Regions from separate parts of the Sus scrofa genome. Here region 2 is linked to region 1. Evidence: chromatin contacts called from public Hi-C data. All regions are on one chromosome and are shown on one strand. The core of a region is the stretch at or near the end of the contact, and the rest is flanking DNA. Distances in the headings are between cores, read along the strand shown. Region 1 overlaps NFATC2 (nuclear factor of activated T-cells 2). Region 2 overlaps ATP9A (ATPase phospholipid transporting 9A (putative)).

Region 1 (6,734 bases), core at 2,155-4,654:
CAGCGTTGGGCTGAAAGTTCAGCTTCAGCGCTTAAGACGAGGTGGGCTCAGGGGCCACCTCCGCGCATGCTCCTTACTGCTTTTGGTCTTTGTGGGCGGTGCAGCCGCTGCGCATGCGCCTTCCTGCCTCTGGTCTTGTTTGTAGGACTCCTCCAGCCTTGTTCCCAGTTTTCCAATTCACTCACCCTGTCTCCCTGAGACGCCTTGAAGGGAGCTTTGAATATCAGCATTGTACTTACTTGGGGTCTTGGGCAGCTGACCAGCCTCGAGGTGCCTCGATGTCCCGTCCAGGGGATGGGGACGATCCCAGCGCCATCCTCACGGGGCTGCGGTGACAGTGTATTGACTTCATGCACATCCCAGCTTTAGAACAGGGCTCGGCCCAGGGGTACTCCTTGATAAATGTGAGCTGCTGTTTTTGTTTATGAATTCAGGAGACTTCTTGGAGGACTTGGTTCAAATTTTTGAGACTATATTTGCGTCAGAGAATTAAAACATTGGCTATCCTGGTCTTTGGTAATAGGGTCCGCTGACCCTGAGGCCCTTCTCTTCCGTGTGGGCAGAAGCAGGGGACCGGGTCCCAGGGCACAGGCTCAGGGCTTCCTTTCCAGGCTTCTTTCAGGGACCCTGGGATGTCTACCTGCACAAGGAGGTGATGCCTTGGCCCCAGGGACTGCTGGAAAGTCCAGTTAGCACATTTCCTGCTGTGCAGCCCTGGTGGAGCGGGAACCATGGGCCCATGTTTTGCTAGTTGTGCCATGAGCGGAGGATCCCAGGGTGTCCTTTTGAAGACTCTTTACCCAGAGGCTGGACGTGCCAGCACGCGAGAACCAGGTCGGGGGGAGAATGGACAGAGGGACACACCCTGCCACGTGCAGGAGGTAGGAGAGGAGCCAAGGGTGGGAAAACCTTCTGGGACAGGCTTTGTTCAGCATCTCAGGGAGCTTTCACTGGGGCTGCTCAGTGCCCACGGCAAACCCGTGACAAGCAGCTCCTGTTTGGAGAGGCGTGCAAAAAGCCCACAGACAGCCAGACTGCTGCCAAGCATGGCCGAGTGCCCGGCTGCCATGGTGGCCCCGTGTGGGCTGGGCCTCCCGGCTGCTCCCTGGGGGCGGTGGCGCTGGTGGAGAGTAAAATCCAGGGGACTCTTACTCTGATGACAACCAAGCAAAATGGTCACCTGGCCTCTGGCGCCACGGAAAGCCTGATTCCGGTGTCAGGATGTGGGGCTGGGCCGGGCACCTGAAACCTCCAATGCCAAGTTTAATTCACACGGCTGTCTCTAGTGGGCACAGACAAGAGTCAAGGCCCCTGCCGAGGGCTTTGGTCAGCATTCTTGTAAAAGTTCATCTAAAAAGATCTGTATTTTATGTACGTGATACATTCACACGCTCAACAAAACAAAACAACATTAAAAACATATCCAGCAAGGACTTACTCCATCGCAGCCCTGCTCCCCGATACTAGTTTTCCCTAACTTTCTAGAGCAGTATTTCTCCATCTTTTTATCACTGTTGCCACCTTTTCCACTCAGGCTCCTTTTTTAGGCAGTTTTTCCTAACTCCCACCCTCCTGAACTGCTAGGCCCGAAGCTGGACGAGATACCTCTTTTTGGACTGGGAGGCTTTGCAGGGCCACAGACCATTGTCATGTGTAAGGTTTTTCATTTACCACCCTCTTGGGCGTGGTGTCTTCCCCACTGGGAAGCGTGTAGCAGTTTCTGTATGGAATCGTGAGCATATGTCAATATACTGTCTTACGTCCCCCCTTTATTCTACGAAAGGTAGCAGAGTGTACCCACAGGTCCCCCGTGGATGGCCAAGTCCTCTCACCGGCAGCTCGGACACACGTGTCACTCAGTGGATGGACGGGCATGTCAGGGGCCACTTCCCAGGAATGCGATGTCTGGTCTGAGGGTCCAGCCTGCATTCGGGGGCCTTTGGGTGTAGCGTTTCTGGAGTTGTCCTGCCTGGCTTTCAGTCCGGCCTCCCCACTTCACTCTTTTGGGGCCTCAGGCAAGTCACTTATGATAATGGCTTCCAACTGTGAGGGTTTTTGCGTGCATGGAAATGGGAGCCTCCCTGGCGAGAATGGCGAGTGCTCAGTAGTTGCTCCTATACTCTTCTGCCATCGGCCACCAGCAGTATCATTGTCGTCAATTTGGGGCCCTTGCTAGAGTCTCAGTGTCTGTGTTTCTTGCAATTTATGTGTTGAAGCCTAACCCCCTGACTGTGCTGGTATTAGGAAGTGGGGCCTTTTGGGGGAGTGCTTGTGTCCTCAGGGTGAAGCGACTTGAAGGGGATTAGCGCCCTTAGAAAAGAGACCGCACAGAGCTCCCTTTCACCATGCGGGGTTCTCATGCGAAGGCAGCCGTCTGAGGAAGCAGCCCCTGGCTGCTGGCACTTTGATCTTGGACGTCTCTGCTCCCAGGCCCGTGAGAAATGAATGTTTGTTGTTGATAAGCCACCCAGTGGCTTTTTTTTGTTACAGCAGCCTGACTAGACTAAGACAGCCTACAGGTAGTAGGGGCAGAGCTGGCCTTCGGAGACGAGTCCTGAGGCTGCCCCTTAGTCTGGGTCCTTGTCCCCCTGCTGGGCTCCTACTTGTTAATTCAGCCAAGGCTGTTTAGATGTCTCACAGGAAGATGCCAAAGCCCAGAAAACGGCTTGCCTAGACACAAGCCCACAAGATTTGCGAGAGCTCCTGGTTGAAGACTTCACCGAGCCAGTGGCAGGTCTGGGTGCCTCCTCCTGGGGAGAAAACCTCAGGAAGTTCTCTGTCCCTAAGGGCATCTTTGTTTTGCCCCTCCTGATGGTTCCCTACCTTCTCAGAACCCCAGATTTATAGCTGGGCATCCGCTTTGATGTCCTTTCATTCCCAATCACGTGTGCTCAGCATTGCTGGCCTACATCAGTACAAAGAGCCACCTTCCAGCTGACTCCACACCCGGAGAGGCTCAGGCATCTTTTCGAAATTCTGCAAAGCAGATGTTTCCGAAGGAATGTGCTCTTGCATTTCGAGGTCAGAAGCTACCAAACCACAAGAAAGTCGGTTCTCAGACTTGCTGTCCACTCAGCCTGCATTCCAGAGCCGCAGCTGACCCACAAAGAGCAGACAGGGCCCAAGAAAGAGGACAAAGGAGACATCCTTTGGTGTCATCCGATGGCCCCACTGTCAGAGCCCGTGCTTTTAACTATTCTGAGTCATCGGGGTTGTGTCTAATTTCCACTTCCAGAATGAGGCTCTTCTCTGGTGGAAACAAGTGACTGTCCTTGGGAAGGAAGCAAAACGTACAAGAAGGCCAGCATCCAGGCCTTTTCCCCCCCAAGGCCCTTCTAGACTTTGACTCTTACTGGCACAGCCTGCAGAAGTGCCGGGCGTCCTTCCTGCCTTAGCGGATGAGCTGGACATGCCTGAGAGGTGGCCTGTTTCAGAATGATGCAGTGACTCAGTGACTATTTTGAACTTCATGCCATGCAGGTCTGTCCTTGTAATGGGCCTGTGATTTTGTGTGTTAAAAAATACATAACTCCCCAACGCCAGCTCGAGCTGTAATGTGGTTCCTTCTAGAACAGTTAGAACTTGAAAAGCAATTGAGTTAGTTGAAGCTGTGACTTAGATGGGGGGTGGGGAGATGGGCAGTTCATCAAATCTTAATACCAGATTTTTTTCTCTGTACTCCCTACCTTCTCCTGCATCAGTAAGCCCATTTCACATCAATAGTAAAGTTAATTTTTCTCATTAGAAAACCACCTTTCTGTAACGAAATAGCTTGGGTTTATTCCATTCTGCAGAGTTGAAATTTGGGTGCATTTGGTCTTTTGTTGCCCTCGAGTATGGTTCAGGACTCTTTTCTGGTCCTGGACCTATTTAACTTTATTTTAGCACCATTTTCTCTTTCTTTCCATCCTTTCAAAAAAAAAAAAAAAAAAAGCGTTGGGGGGGAGCTTTGTTCTTGGGAAATGATGAAACCATTTCTCTGGCTCGTCTCCACTGCATTCCTGACACCTCTTTAATTTGTTATTGACCCTGGGATCGGTTAGCTGAGCCCGTGACTATAAAGGCAGGGCAGGGCCTGTTTTGCCCATCCAGGAGGTCAAGGTGAAGTCAAAGGCACACCGGGGGTTGAGTGTGAAGAGGGAGTCTGTTCAGGTCCCTGGCAGCCAGTCCTGCCACTTTCAGTCACCTCATCCCTTTCACCTGCCATGGTATCAGATCTCTGGCCGGGCAAGTGGAGCAGAGTGCTCCGTGGTCATTTTATAATGAGCGCTGAGCACCCCAGCTCGATTTTATGATGGGATGGCCTGTTGCAAGTGGTTTGGACCCAAGTCCCAGGCATCCAGCAAACCAACAAATGGGTTTCATCTGAAGCCTGTTAGTTCCACCATCCCGGGCAAGCTGAAAGGCCACTCCCTGGTTGTCAGTTTCCAAAACGCTGGACAGAGTGGAGGTTCTGTTGTAGGAGCTGACGACGTGGGGAACGCCTTTGAAATGTTCCACAGCCGTCGCTTATAGATTTCTGGAAGATGATGGTGTCTTTTGAATTCTCAGATTTATTGGAAGCCTAAAAAAAGAAGGGACCCAGAGTTGATTAATGCACCCTTCCCACTTCTTACAGATGGATTGAGTTGTGGTCTGCTCCGGGACTGGGAACCGGGGCGGCCAACTGGTGTTCCGTGGGCTGCATTTCGCCTGCAGATATTTTGTTTGGCCCACACAGTATTTAAAAAAATATTTGGATTAGATGCCAACACTTAAAAACCAGGAGATTGCACGTAAAAATGCAGATTTCCGGCTTTCCTTGGAAAATCCGAGGATTTGGCCACCCTGGGCCCCACATTCTGCACGGCGGCTACCTGGAGTCAAAGTCAAAGCTGGCCGGGAGCAGAGATCGCCTCCTTTAGACAGAGCATGTCCTTGCCCGGAGCCCCCCGCACTCCCTCTTGTGTCCTGAAGATGGAAGCCGTGTCCGTCAGTATTTACCAGCATGCCGGTGTCACTGCTCCTCTTCCACTTGGCTGGCCTCACTCAGGCAATTTCTATCCACCCCTGTTTGGCCCCTGCAATTGTTATCACTCTTCTGAAAGTGACATCACTCACATCTGTGGCCGCCTAGCCCAGCCCTTGGTGCACAGTGGGGACTTGGAAGGTGTTAGCTCCCTTCCACTCCTTGTGGCTGGGGGCAAGATTTAAAAACATCTTTTTTTTTGATGAAATGTTATAAATATACATAAATTAACACAAGGTACCCCCTTAGCCACCATTCAGCTTCAATTGTGGTCAATTCCCAGCCAATTTGGTTTCTTCTGTGCCTTCATCTTCAACCACGTCCATTTCACAATAATAGTCTGAAGCAAATCCTGCACATCCCAAACCCTAGATACCAAAACCATATAATTTTGTGTGTAAATATTCATTCAGTATATATCTCTAAAAGGAAAGGATTCTGAAAATACTTGTAATGCCATTAACAGCATGAAACTTAATGAAAATTCCTTAAAGTCATGAAATTTCAGAGTTCCCATTTGTGGTTTAGCAGTAACGAACCCAGCTAGTATCCATGAGGACATGGGTTCGATCCCTGGCCTCGCTCAGTGGGTTAAGGATCTGCATTGCCGTGAGCTGTGGTGTAGGTCACAGAGGAGGCTCAGAGCCCCTGTGGCTGTGGCTGTGGTGTAGGCCTGCAGCTGCAGCTCCCATTCATTCCCTAGCCTGGGAACCTCTGTATGCTACAAGTGAGGCCCTAAAAAGCCAAAAAACAAAAACCAAAACCAATGAAATATCTGGTGTTGAAATTTCCAGTTGTCTCATATAGATCACAAGGTTTTTTCTTCTTTGTTATTATTATTATTTTTTTTATCATTTTATAGTTTGAGTCAGGATTCAGACCAGACGCGCACAATGCTTTTGGATGCCTGGTTTCTAAGACTGCTGTCATCTAGAGGTTTCCCTCTCAATTAAATAAGAGAGCCCCTTTTTGGTTTTATTATTATTATTATTTTGCAATTTTTTTGGTTGAAAAAGACCAGGTTGTTCACCCTGTAAAACCTCTCACAGTCGGGCTTTTACCAGTTACGTCCTCATGGTGAGCTTTAGCCTGTTCCTCTGTCATCCCTATTTCCGGTTAATGCCCAGTTGTTTCTAGTGATCGCATTGATTCAGGTTTCATTGGGGTGCAGCTGCTTCTCAGGTGCTGGCGCATCTTTCGGTCAGGAAGCACATGCCCTCAGGTTGCCCTCCTCCTGGTGACATTAGCAGCTGCTGATAGTCGATGCCAAACTCCATGAATTCAGTGGTGTGTGAATTGCAAAATGGCGCTATTCTGTTCCAAGTCCGTCTTCCCTTCCTCTTCTGTTCACTGGAAAACTTCTGTAAAGAGAAACTTGCCTTCATCAACAATGGTAGAATTCATATAGGAAAAGCGGGATGAATGCTCGATTCTTTCCCTGTATTTACCAGTTTTTAAAATAATGGGTTGGTTCATTAACATCCTCCAATGCTGATCAATTAAGGATTGTTGCTGTTGTGTTTTTTTGGTATCATCATGAGCTCATAAATTTAAGCATAATTGATGTTTTAAGATTTTAATGGGCTTTTTTGCTTGTCCCTTTGTCCTTACCATTTGGTGGATCTCAATAATGTAACTTCCTCCCCTCTCCCCCCTCTGGCTTAGCAACGTGCTCAGATATTCTGAGGCGTCAGGAAGGGAAGAGTCTTGTGTACACTAAGGGTTC
Region 2 (6,734 bases), core at 1,870-4,369, 160 kb before region 1:
CTTGGAACTCAGTGGCCCCAAGTCTCCGACAGCCAGTTTAATGTGAGGCCAGAGGCCCCCGGGCACACAGCGCGGTTTAAATACTTTTCCTCAAAGAAAAAATGACCACTCCCCCTGCCCTTCAACCATACTAGGTGTTTTCTGTCAAAATAGCTGACTTTTATTATTTTACGGTTATTCTTCTTATGGTTTTGGATGAGGTTGTGTGCGTGGGAAAGCGAGGGATCCGTTTGGCATCTCTTTCTCCTTCCTACCCACCTCCCTTCTTTTGGGAAAATGACCAGACCGTCTTCTCCATCTCCCCCCCCCCCCCGTCTTTATGGCCGCACCTGTGGCCTATGGAAGTTCCCAGGCTAGGGGTCGAATCAGAGCTGCAATGGCCAGGCTACACCACAGCCACTCGGGGGCCGAGCCTCATCTGCCACCTACACTGCAGCTTGCCGCAATGCCAGATCCTTAACCCACTGAGCAAGGCCAGGGATCGAACCTGCATCCTCATGGATACTATGGTGGGTTCTTAACCCACTGAGCCACAGTGGGAATTTCCAAGCCTCTCCATCTTGAGGGATTTCTTCTTTCTGCCCGTCTAATTTTGCGAACGGGCACGTGCATTTGAGTGTGTTGTCATTGGTGCTTGATGCGACTGGATGGCACTGACTCGGGCTGCTTGGGGCAAAGGACTTCACTCCAGTGCGGTGAAGAGCCTCTGGGGCCCAGCTGGGCATTGGAACAAACCATCTGTGTATAGCCACCTGCAGCTGGGAGGCCCGGAGCAGGATTCCTCCCACTTTTAGCTTTATTATATCCAGATCCCAGACTCGATTCCTTTAAGTGAAACCCTTTTTCGTAGCCGTGATCTTAAAGATCAGCGTCTGATTACCCATTCCTCCATGTTTTCTGCTGAAAGTTTGGGTTATACTGACAATATTTTTGAGTGTATTTTGGCTTTTGTGCTCATTGGAAATTGACACGATTGTGCCTGTTTTTCTTCCTCCAGACCTTTGCTTTTATACTCTCTTTTGCTTTTATTGGGGTGGGGTTGGGAACGCGGTCACGCCTTCATGGGGCAGCATTTTAAACCTCTGCCGAAACTGCAGATGGACCTACACGTTCTTGTGCCCCGTCCGACTTGAGGTCACAGCCATCAACCGTTTGTATCCTTGACCTTTTTTGTGTGTTCGAAACGTGTGTACGTGTGTTTGAGGTCACCTCAAGTGTTTTGAAGACTTTCTTGGTTTTATTGCATTAAAGTCCCGTCCCTCTTGGCTTTGTTCTCATTAAGAAATATACAAGGAGCTTTACAGCTTTTTTTCCGTCTCCCTTTCTCTTAATGTAAAACTTTCTTGCAGTTGTTGATATATACTTCTTAGGAAAGATTTCCATTTACTCTGTCCATTCCATCTTGGAAAAAAAACGTACTTTGTGCTTTGCGGCGGAACCGAGACACACGTGAGCAGCCCTGCTCGTATTTGGAGCCGTGCGGCACCGTCTCATGGAGCTCGTCATCCCCGTGGCTCTGTCTTCCCCAAGGCTGTGTGGCTGGAGACACTGTCTCTTGGTGTCACTGGGCAGTGTCCCTGAATATTGTATTTGTGGGGGGCAGGTGGGGAGCGTGGCATTTGTCCCCCAGCTTGCGGCTCCTGTGTTATCTCGTTGGCGTGGGGGGGACCGTGAACTTCTCGAGGTCTCCTTGACGTCCTCAGTAATAGGTTATCTGTGATCCTCATGGCAAGTGTTCACCAGGACAGCACTTTTTGATTAGAGGGAAGCTCTGGTACAGAGCTTGAATGTAGCAGGAACTCCCAGATGATTTAAATTCTTGATCCTGTGATGACACGTGATCCTGCGTGATTTGAGCGGTTCAACTTTCATTGTCTGCCAGCGTGGCTTGTCGCTGTTGCCCAATAAAGCTTGTGTACTTTCTGCCTTGGGGGATCATTTTAATTTGTGCAGAAACATGAAATTCTGGTGTCAAAATGAGGGCTTTTTCTTACAGTGCTCCTGTTTTGTGTGTATCTCATGGTACGTAAACTGTAAATAGCTTTTTCTCCAGTTAAAGTGTTTTAATTTCAGCAAAACAAAACCCCCAAACCCATGCATTATTTATTATTCTGTGCTGTTGTCTATTCCAGACGTGTCAGAATTTCAAAACATGATCTGTATAAATAGAAAAAAGACAAACATATTTTATGATTCATATTTTATTTATGCACACAGTCCTTGATTGCTTTGGATCCTCTTTTCAAATTTTTTTTTATTTTTTAAAAATTTAATTGGAGTGCAGTTGACTTAAAAATGTTGTCTTAGTTCCAGGTGTGCAGCAGAGTGGATCAGCTGTGTGTCTGTTCCTCTTCAGATTCCTTTCCCATTTAGGTCACCACAGAGTATTGAGCAGACCCCTCTTTATTTTCCCACCGAGTGATGGAAGATTTAGGAACCCGGTCGCTTAAGTTTTAGGGAGAAGTGGATTTTAAGCTGTTATGTAGGCTGCAAAGGACATCGTGTTCTGGTCGTTTAATTCAGTGATCCTCAACCAGGGGTGATTTTGTCCCGCCGGGGACATGGGGTCATGTCTGACGTCATTTCTGGTTGTCACCGCGTGGGGGGTGGTGCTCCGCTGACGTCTAACGAGGACAATGCTGGGACACTGCTCGTGGGTGCATAGGACTGCCCCACAGCAGAGGATGGATCACCCGCCCAACAGCAAAAGTGCCGAGGTTGAGGAAGCCGCGTGTAGTCGGCACGTGTGCGTTCTGCCGTTTGTAAGCCGCTGTCCTCACTTCCAAACGGGCCCGGCCGTGGAAACTCCTGCCTCAAGAAGCCAGTGCCGCATCCACCTGGCCCGGCGTTTGCATTTGCAGCTCTGGGCGCAGTGGGCCGCTGCTCTCCGCTCCCTGGCTCTCAGCTGCAAGGGCCCTTCTCAGCTTAAGGGTTAGAAGGGGGTTTGTACACGAGCTGTGCCTCCGTCCGCGGGGGCTCCCTGGGCCCTCGGGGGACGCATGCGCTCAGGAGCAGCGGGACAGTACTTTTCCTGTGCCGTGAAGGTGGAGTCTTCAGACAGCCCTGGCCTGCTGTGAAATTCCATGCCCGCGCCGACCCTCCTCCAGTGGAGCCACTAGGGGGAACTTGAGGACCGAGAGATGCTTCTGCTTCCTGTTTTCATCACCCGGCCGGCCCAGCAGGCCCGACTGTTCTGCGTCAAGATGCTCCTTTCATAGCTTCAGAATTTATTTCATGGCCAGCGGCTCCGTTGAAAACAGGCATTTCTTTTTATGTTGTTGACCAGACTATTTTGCTGGACTAAACTTGAAAAAAAAAAAAAAAAAAAACCAACAACACAAACTGAGCAGGATGGGGGTGGGGGTGAGATGAATATTTATTTGATCTCAGATATTTGCATTTTTGAATAATTGGCAACCAGGGAGGCTTGCCCTCCTCGCTGTCCAGGCTAATAAGGTTTGGAGACGAAATGTTCTAACACCCCAAGTACTTTAACTGTTTTTGTTATGAAACTTTGCAGGGTGACATGAAGCTCTGCGGTATTTGTGAGGAGATCTGTAAATGATGGATTTGCTCACCTCAAAATAGAACTGTAGCCGCTCCAAACTTTCCACAAGTCGGAGCACAGTAACAGAATTCATTCAGGACTTGCTAGTTTCCTACTTGAAATGTGTTACATAACAGAACAGTCCCGCCTTCGCGCCTCTCAGAACTACCCATGAAGTGATGGTGAAATTTATCCTTAAAAGCTAGAAATAGCTTTGCTAAACTCTGGGAAAAAGATGAGTTTTTTTTTCTTCTGATATCCCCCCCTTTTTTCACCCAAACATTGCATAATGTTAAAAAAAAAAAAAAAAAGTCAAATCTTTCCGTGGGGTTTAATTTCATCCTCCATGTGGCTGTGGTCGGAGGGGTAACTTAAGTACTTTGGGGGCTGGTGGATTTTTGGAGGATCACGCACTCCCGGGTCGGTTTTCATCTGAAGCCTTAGGGAAGCACGCCCGATCCTGGGGTTTCTCCCCTTCCCTCCTGCTCCCCCTTTTGTGGATGAGCTATCTACAACGGAGCATCTTTTCAGAAAGCCTGCCTCCTTGTAGGAGTGCCAAAGCAAAGCCGCCCTCTGCTTTCCACACTGAGGTTTTGATTTGGAAATGGGTTTCCCTTACCATTTGGGGTAACTGACTCGTATGCGAAGTCACCAGCCCCACCGCCTGTGCTCCATGACCAGCCAGGTCTCATTTCTTAGAACTCAGCCTGCAGATACTGTTTGCTGACACTGAGGACTTGGTGTTCCAAGCTTCTGCTGCTCATTTTCAAGAGATTTAAGATAACTTTTTTTTTTCTTTTACTGGGTCCTGAGAAACCCAGAAGTATATTTTTTCAAAAATTTCCTTCAAGAAGGATTGCAGACTCCAAGAGAGGGATCAGAATCATGTGATCAGACTATGCTGATGTTTTTATTCGTTCATTCACTAAATATTTACTGAGCACCTACTATGTGCTGGGGACTGCTCTTTGGGCTAGAGGCACAGTGGAGAATAAGGTGGACAGGCTCTGCCCTCGTGGTGATTATCCTCTTGTAAGAGACCTTGGACATACAGATTTAGACTCTGATAGCCTTTGAAGAAAGCAGGGCGAGGAGTAGGCAGAGAGTGAAGATCTGGCGGAAGTGAGGGTAGAGAAAGTGATGGAGGTCAGAGAAGGGCCCTTAGAGATGGACCACTGGATCGGAAGCCTGAAGGGTGAGCGGAAGGGAGTTGTGGGAAGCTCTGGGGGAAGTGGTGTTCAGGCCGCAGAGTATGCAAAGGCCCTGGGGTCAGAAAGGCTGGGCATGTTGGAGGAGCAGAAAGGAGGGCATGTGGCTGGAGTGCTGAGACCAAGGCGGGGCACGGAGGAGACGGGGGCGTTGGTCGCAGTCCATGGCGTTCAGCCTGAGTGCTGTATGAGAACCAAGCAGCCATTATTAAAGTTGGCCCCCGTCCCTGCACTATGTCCGAGGGGACCTGTTTTGCTCCCTCCCTGCTACTCATTGACCCATCCCTGCCTGTCTTGGTTTCCACCTCTCTGTTCCAAGGGGGCTCGGGTGAGACCCCTCCCACTGGACTCAGCCCACTCCCATGCCCAGTATTTCTGCATGGCTTTATTAGCATCAGTGATGCTAACTGTTAAGTAAAGGGGAGGAGAAGCTGGTCCTCGGATGAAGTTTCTTGCTTTTCCAGCAAATCCTTCGAGGGATCTCTGTTCAGCCCTGCCTGGGGTACAGCGGGCGGAGGTGATTGTTCTGGGCGAGTCCTGGAAAGCAGACTTAGAAGGTGAGTCTGGAGGGAGAACAGGTAGAGAAAAATTAACTGGGTCATGGTCTTCGAAGCCGCCACATTTCCAGAATGTGTGCCCTTGGGTCTGATTTTGAAGAGGAAGCCCTTTGCAGTCATGAACTGCGTGCGGGAGCCCAGGCTGTGTTCAAATTCCTCCTGAAGAAAGAAATAGTAACGAGAACAGGCTGTGGAAAAGAATGTAGTTAGTGTCTTAAAGATGGGCAAATATTCATTCTCATTTGTCCTTTTATGTGAAACAGATTTTTAAAAAGGCAATTGGAGGAGTTAACGACATCCAGAACCCTGCTGATTCTAGTGGGGCTGGGGGGTGGGGACTCCAAGTGGCCCACGTGACTAAATCAGACCCGAAGAAAGAGGTGAGTTGATTACCCTGGAAATTGCACAGGAATTCTTCAAAGCCATGGCCAGTAATTAGATTGCAAGATGCTACTCTCTATGCACATAACTTAGCATAATTTTATTAGGCAGCGCATCACCACCAGAATTAGAGAAAACCAGGCCAGAAAAAAATCTGCTAGCCAGGCTGCCTCATGCAAACGTGGAGACGGTTGCTCTAAAATGGCTTCAGCTTGAAGGAGACACCGCGAGAAAGCCCTGACTTTCCTCTGGGGCTAAGGGTGGGTGGGAGTGGAAATGGATGCCCTGACATTTTAGGGGATGGGCTGGAATTGGGCGGGGTGGGGGGAGGGCTAGGCAGCCAAGGGCAACGTGCCATGGACCCCGCTGAAATCAAGAGAGGCTTGAGAACCATTTCCCACACCTGCAGAATGATACGGGGCCACTTCCTTAAGTTCTCTGAGCTTCAGTCTCTGCCTGATTTTAGGGGTGAGAACCCCACTGGTGCGGGCCAGCAGCCAGGCTCCTGGTGCAGTTGTGGTCACCACTGAAGACGTCTAGGGGGAGGGTGGGCTGCAGACGGAGGAAGGCAGTGTCTCTCCCAAGCTCAAAGTCCTTCGTAAATGGAGTTCCCCTTGTGGCACATCGGAAACGAATCCGACCAGGAACCGTGAGGTTGCGGGTTTGATCCCTGGCCTCGATTAATGGGTTAAGGATCTGGCGTTGCCATGAGCTGTGGTGTAGGTCACAGACGTGGCTTGGATCTGATGTTGCTGTGGCTCTGGCGTGGGCTGGCAGCTGTATCTCTGATGGGACCCTTAGCCTGGGAACCTCCATATGCCACAAGGGTGGCCCCAAAAAGCAAAGTCCTTCCCAGAAAGGGGTTCACGTGCATGTTTTTTTTCCAAACACTGTGGTCATCTGTCTGGATAGAGTCCTTAGAAGATGGCAAAGCTGAGGCATGGGGGGCAGTATCCCACGTGGACTCCTTTTCCTCCCCCTTTTCTTGACTTTGCAGGTGATCGGCCTTTAACTAGCCCTGCTCTGCATGGCTCCTTTTCT

What was found. A called contact is a pair of places that touch in the nucleus more often than the background predicts.
Region 2: a Hi-C map of embryonic fibroblasts shows a contact between it and region 1, with 2.6 times the contacts expected there. The contact joins two enhancer-like sites. A contact is called at or near these places in 3 of 47 Hi-C or Micro-C datasets (embryonic fibroblasts, fetal skeletal muscle and skeletal muscle) and 1 of 2 datasets of contacts at active chromatin or transcription factors (skeletal muscle).

What each region holds. Positions count from the first base shown.
Region 1 is chr17:52,774,336-52,781,069 of Sscrofa11.1, reverse strand. The region is part of intron 9 of NFATC2 (nuclear factor of activated T-cells 2); the gene reads left to right. Among named protein-coding and RNA genes, the nearest start is that of NFATC2, 110 kb to the left of the region's middle. Within about 2 kb of position 3,404, at least 6 of the 83 cell types and tissues checked have an H3K27ac peak or open chromatin away from gene starts, as enhancers often do. A contact at or near this core is called in embryonic fibroblasts, where this site is marked.
Region 2 is chr17:52,931,361-52,938,094 of Sscrofa11.1, reverse strand. It overlaps ATP9A (ATPase phospholipid transporting 9A (putative)), which reads left to right. Exons shown (of 28, transcript NM_001114672.1): 28 at 1-1,926. Among named protein-coding and RNA genes, the nearest start is that of NFATC2, 44 kb to the right of the region's middle. Within about 2 kb of position 3,119, at least 30 of the 83 cell types and tissues checked have an H3K27ac peak or open chromatin away from gene starts, as enhancers often do. A contact at or near this core is called in embryonic fibroblasts, where this site is marked.